2 separate regions of the Gossypium hirsutum genome follow, and region 2 is linked to region 1. Evidence: chromatin contacts called from public Hi-C data. All regions are on one chromosome and are shown on one strand. The core of a region is the stretch at or near the end of the contact, and the rest is flanking DNA. Distances in the headings are between cores, read along the strand shown. Region 1 has its middle 21 kb from the start of LOC107938053. Region 2 has its middle 5.4 kb from the start of LOC121210939.

What was found. Hi-C and Micro-C count contacts between places; a contact is called where the count stands out from the background.
Region 2: a Hi-C map of leaf shows a contact between it and region 1, with 1.7 times the contacts expected there. The contact joins two enhancer-like sites. A contact is called at or near these places in 2 of 34 Hi-C or Micro-C datasets (hypocotyl and leaf).

The regions. Positions count from the first base shown.
Region 1 is chrA12:86,835,235-86,838,442 of Gossypium_hirsutum_v2.1, reverse strand. No RefSeq gene overlaps it. Among protein-coding and RNA genes, the nearest start is that of LOC107938053, 21 kb to the right of the region's middle. Within about 2 kb of position 1,717, at least 2 of the 9 cell types and tissues checked have an H3K27ac peak or open chromatin away from gene starts, as enhancers often do. A contact at or near this core is called in hypocotyl and leaf, where this site is marked.
Region 2 is chrA12:86,900,525-86,903,732 of Gossypium_hirsutum_v2.1, reverse strand. No RefSeq gene overlaps it. Among protein-coding and RNA genes, the nearest start is that of LOC121210939, 5.4 kb to the left of the region's middle. Within about 2 kb of position 1,427, at least 4 of the 9 cell types and tissues checked have an H3K27ac peak or open chromatin away from gene starts, as enhancers often do. A contact at or near this core is called in hypocotyl and leaf, where this site is marked.

The DNA of each region.
Region 1 (3,208 bases), core at 468-2,967:
TATCACTAATGTAATTGACTAAACTAGTGTCACAAGTTAACTCAATATCAACTCAAGATTAATAGGATTTTTTTATAAGTTACCACTTTACGTATAATTCAATTGTTAAATAAATTTTTAAACTATATTTTTAATGTTGACTATTTTTTTCCATCATTATAATATTTTGAAATTTTGATAATATGTTAAATAATGCTACCTAACATGATAACATTTAATGGTACTAATAAGGGGGAGTTTTTTTTTTCTTTGCTTTGCTTATGTTGTTGATTGTTCTATTTATTCATGATGTTGTTTATTTGTCATTACTTTGTATTGTTGATAAAACTTCAACTAATGAAGATGTTTCTCCAATTGCAACTATATGAAATGTAATTGGAATAGCACGGGTCCAACCCCTCATTCATGAAACTCACAATAAAAGCATTTATTGAGCGTTAAGTATTATTTTGACCTAATGGCAAAATTTTTGTGTGAAATTATAATTGGAATCCAAACTTTACCATCCTATCCTATCACATCCAATGTCCCAACGAAGAAATAAGAAAGACTCCATTTATTGTGTCCATAACTCATTTATCTTAGGTAAAATTATGCTATTAGTCCCTATACTTTGTAAAAGTTATGGATTTAGTCTTTTACTTTTCAAATTTTAAAATTTTAATCCTAACCTAAAAAGTAATAGTTAAATTTGTTTGGTTAAATTCAATTACTGGTTCTACAATCTATGTGCAATTGTAGATTTAGTCTATATTCACTAATTTGATCATTTTAAGTCCCTATACTTCACCAATTTCGAAATTTTAGTCTTGACACAAATAACAATCATTAATTCATAAATTGGATCTTTAGTGAGCAATACGTGGAAATGACAAGTTAGCAGTGTATAACACATGATAATATATTTGCCTCGTTAAATTTTAGAAATAACAAAATTAATGAATTTAACAATGATTATTTTGCGAGAACTGAAATTTTAAAATTTAAAAACTACAGCAACTAAAATAATCAAATTAAAATATATAAATTAAATTCACGAACTTTTACAAAATATAAAAAGTAATATCATAACTTCAATTTTTTTTTTTTTTTTTTTTTGGTTTTAGGAGTTAAAAGGCCTACAGCAAGTTACAGGAGTAAGTTGGGCCTTTAAAGCTAGTGGGAAGAAATTATGTTTCACAGCTAAGCCTAAGCCAGCAACCATTTTTTTTTTTGGGGGGGGGGAGTTGATAATAAAGCCAGCAATTAATTTGCAATAAATACCAAACAAAACAAACAGTCTAATAATGAGATGTCCTTCCCCATCTTTCCAGTTACTCAACTCATTGTCCAATTCCCTTGAAGAAACTGTAAAAATAATAATAATAATAATAACACACAAGCAATGTGTTCGGAGTGTTTGAAGGATAAGCAATTGAGCTGAGTTGAATACTAACTGAGGCTGAGCCAATCCTAATACTCTTCAAATGTTAACCAAAATTCACTTCAAAGTCATAATTGGCATGGCATCACCTCTTCTCAACTGCTCTCACCACCACTAAAAGAATCATTGTTTTTAACCAAAAAGTAGGTTTTCGAGAAATTTGCAACATTATCACCTCAACTAACGACAGAAGTCTTTAAGCATGTTGAATTGATTGATTAATGCCGTCCTCTCCTCCATAGGGCATCAAACTAGATAACATAGGCCTGGAGGAAATCCCAGCCCAATGAAAGCAGGTTAAGGTCACGATGGATTGGGGTTTACATCGTATTAAGATAATTGAAAGACCTAACTAACCATCTTATGAACCCAATCCCGAAGGGCCGGCCAAGACAGTCGTAAACCTGAATGAAACGTGAGAAAACAACATTGAGGTAATAGGACAAAACCTATGCATGACCTACACGAATTGAGATCGAACATACACATATTGAAATTAGCATGATGAAACTCACATTAACCAAAAGTGATCTTGTTGAACTTCCGTTTTCTTTCTAGAGCTTCATTATCATTGTTTTGTAACTTTCATATCTCAGTTGACAAATTGCTAAACCTCGAAGGTAAGCTAACAAAATAGTGTGATGCTTTTTGAGTTTGGAAACAGTTTTCCACGTAACCAATGTAACATAAAATATACGAAGTGAACATAAACAAGTTTCAATAGTGACCAAGTCTTGAAAATTTTATATATATTCGTAATTTGCTATAGAAGAAAAACACAAATATTAATAATATTTAAATTCAAATTTACTAATTGAATCAATTTAACAGAGGAGTGTATTCAAAGTTATGTCCTTGGAAATGGACAGAAGGATACAATAACATCTTACAACTACATGATATATGATTAATACGATCACGACAAGGCAACCCCCACCCCTCGGCCCCATATCTACAAACCAACGCCGCTCATGTCATGCTCATCAGACTTCAAACCAAACACACCCCAACAGTTTTTGGCTCTTTATGGAGTTTTTGTTTGGTCCCTTTGGGTCATTATCTCCAATGTTAACATTCAAAATGCTGGCAGTCCTCAACTGTCAACACTTGTTTCCAAACAATGACAAACAATTCTTGCAAAACTTATAATCTGTCTGTATGCATGCATTTCAACAGTTAAATGTATGGGTAATGCAACTTTTGACCTGTCAAACTTGGCATGTAGGTATTTAAAATTTTTCTTTATTCGCGTATTGAAATAGCTTATTCTATTAATGATTGTGAAAAGAAAGAGGATAATATAAGTATTGACCCCTAAACTTGAAAAATAAGTCCACATTAGTCACTAAACTTGACAATTAGAGTTCACTTTGGAGCTTATATTTTTTTTGTCCATTTTGAACTCGACAACTAGGTCCATTTTTATTACTGAACTTGAAAAATCTGAAAGTTTAATAATGTGGCACTCTAAGTTTAAAAAAAAAAGTTTTAGATGATGACGTGGTACAATTTCAAAAGTGTTATATTTGGTGTTTTAATAACCAAACCCATGGTTGACCAGGTTAGGCCACCAGTTCCCGATTCAACCAGTTCGACCATTGGACCAAAAATAATTAAATAAATAACTAAAAAATTAAAAAAGTAAAAATAAAAATAAAAAGAAAAGATAAAATCTATTTTACTTGCATTTTTAGTTTTTTTTATGAATTTTTAATTATTTATTTAATTATTGTTGGTATGATGGTCGAACCGATCGAACTGGTTGAATTGAGAACTTATGGTCTA
Region 2 (3,208 bases), core at 178-2,677, 66 kb before region 1:
ATGGATAAAGCTAATCGTTTTTATATCTAGTTCCCTTCGTACATTTATTCCCTAATTAAATAAATTAACTATATGTTACAACCAAGAATTTAATAACAAGCTTCAATGGAGAAAGTTTTTCTAATAAATATTAAAAATTTTAAATCGACTTAATAATACTTCAAAAACATTAAAACTTTTAATCGAATGATAAATTTTTAAAATGATCAATACAAAAGAACGGACAGACTTTGGTCACATTTCTCTTTCAATTTCTTTAATGCAAAAAATTGATAAATTTATTTTATTTTAACATTCAAAAATTTTAATAATACAACCTCCTCGTCTTCATACTAATATCATCTCCAATTTTCAAAATTTGATTACAATTAATATTTTTTTATATAATTTATATTCGTTTTATAGTCTATATTTAGGGTTTGTGATTGTCTCTCTTAAAATATCATATTTAAGATTTAAACATATATATTTATTTAAAAGTATAATTTATCTTATCACCATATTCAAAATTTATTAAGGATCACAATTATTATTTTAAATTGAAGTTGTTGATATAAAAAAACAAAATTATATTCAATAAGATAAAACATTAAAAACACACCAAATTTATTCTTATTTAATTAAATAATTTTCTTATTTTGGAGATGATAGTATTTGGCTATATTTAATGTCAGACACACAAAATATTTGCTTGTGTCAAGTTGAAGTTGATTCAGCCCATAAAGTTTTAGTTGAAGCTTAAACGAGTTGCGTTTATTCAAACAATTGGATGCAAACAAACAGTAAATAAATATTAGTATAATTATAATGATGGAGATGAAGCATCTGAAATAAATAGAGTTAGGTAGCGCTCTGCTGGTGGAATTGAATGTTAGAAAGTTGAGGTAATCATGCCATGTCATATCATATCCATCCTTTCAATGTAGAAGTAAAGTAGGACATGCTCTTCCTCGTGTTGCTTTTTTTTCTTCTACTATATTTTGCACTACCCAACAAGGTGGTTTGATTAAAATTCCAGTGTTAATGAATTAGAAATTCTCATGTTGACGTAACATATGATTTGTCAATAATAATATTGGTGGAGTTGTGGGTGAAGCCGTCATATAAATTTCAGCAAGTGACTGCGGAAGTGGAACCTCTGCAGACTGCTGCACAGAGTCACATGGAAACCGAGAGAGGGATAATGATTATGATGAGATTACAATACCCTAATAAATGGGAGGGTGGCGTGTGGTCTACTAGGTTGTTGCGAGAGGTAAATATGGGCAACCAAAACCACTAATTTGGCTCCACTGTGTTGTACCTTTTGGGTCTAAATGCTGTTGTGACTCTTTGTCTCCCAATCCTAGACATTACCAATGCCAGCTAAGTATATACCGGACGTCCCTATATACCATCCAGAAATGCTTTTTAATATCGTACCAAATTAACCCATGTCATGTCTTTGCTTCCTTCCTTGAACCATAACAAAATGGGTATCACCATTTGGACTCAAGTCCCTTAGTTAGGGCCATGTTTGCCAAATAGGTCATGGATCAAAACTCCATGGTTAGCCCGTTTCAAAGATATCCAACTTGCGAAGGCACGGATCGTGTCAATTGCTATCGTGCTTGCGGTCCTATGGCATGTAACAATTTTGTATGTCAACTAAAGAATTCAACCTCATTGACTTTCGCTTTATGGAGATATAATGATTTATTTGTCTCTTTAATTTTATCAAAAATATTATTTTAATTTTTTTTTGTCTCTTTTAGCTCTTGAATTTATATTTTTTGTCAAATCATCTCAAAATAGATGAAAAAATTAATTTTTGTTAACTTTGTTGACATGACATATACGTGGATTACCATGTAAATGACACATTAGCATTTGATTAATTATTTAAAAATTATAAAAAAATTATAATTTTTTAAAATAATTTTAATAATTTTTAATGCTTAAAAATATTTTATCTATATTTTTTGAATTTTTTAATTTTAAAAAATTAATTAAATGCTAACGTGTCATCCACACGGTAATCCACATGTATGCAACATAAGTTAAAAAACATTAACTTTTTAATCTACTTTGGGGTGATTTGATAAGAAAATACAAGTTTAAAAGCTAAAAAGGTAAGAATTAAATGGATGGGTAAAATAACTTTTTTTTTTATAAAATTGGAGGGCTAAATAAATCATTATACCTTTTGAGAATCCTGACCTTCCATATAAATTTTCTTTCATAAAACAAATAGGGTTAATGCACTATTTAAGGTTTGAACTCGATAATTGTTCTCATATCAGGGATTAATTTTTTTTTCTTCAACTTTTTTAACGAAATATCATAGACTAAATTGGACAAAAAAAAGTTCAAGCCCCAATGTGGGAATAATTGCCAAGTTTAGGGACAAATTTTGCAATGCCCCAAAATCTCAAATACTACATCTGGTATAGTTTTTAGATCGTGTTTAGTGAGTTTCGAGGAAATTCATAAATGAGTCAGATAAAGAGAATTCTCAAAGAATTAAGTTGATATAGAAGGTGGAAACCAATGTAAGAAATTGTGAGTGTGAAAATGTGGCTAAGAGACTAAATTGTAAAATTTGAAAATTATAGGACTAAAACGTAATTGATCAAATTGAGGAAATATGATTTAATAATGATTGTTTGGCAAGGAGAATACTTCAAGTCTACAAAATTTCCCCTTCAAAGAACTTTTAGATTTTTTTAACTTGCGAATGTGTGAACTTCTGAAATTGTGTTGGATGGTTTGGAGGTGATCACATTTTATAGTACTAGTTAGTTAAGTAAAAGAAAGTTTTGTAAAATATATTCTCTTCATATAAGTGGTCTATAAGGCTTAAAATTTATTATATATTAGTTATCTCATGTTTTTTAAATTAATAAGAGATAAAATAATCCTTAAAGAATATTGTTTCTTAATTTATCTCTTAATTAATTAACTTCATAAAAGAGTTCTAAAAGAACATAAAAATCAAAAAATTTCTAAAAACACATGAAATATGATAAGTGTTAAAAATAACATGTTTTAACCTCATTCTTAATGCGTTTTTGGGAGATTATCTAATGTTAATTGTGAATTTTATGCTCTTCATCCTTTAAATTCATGTTTTAATGCTTAATAGAGCACTTGTGAACACAAAGAGAGAAAAACAAGTAAAAACAGGTGCGTCGGAGCAAGTTGCAAGAGCCATACAGGCTAAACCATT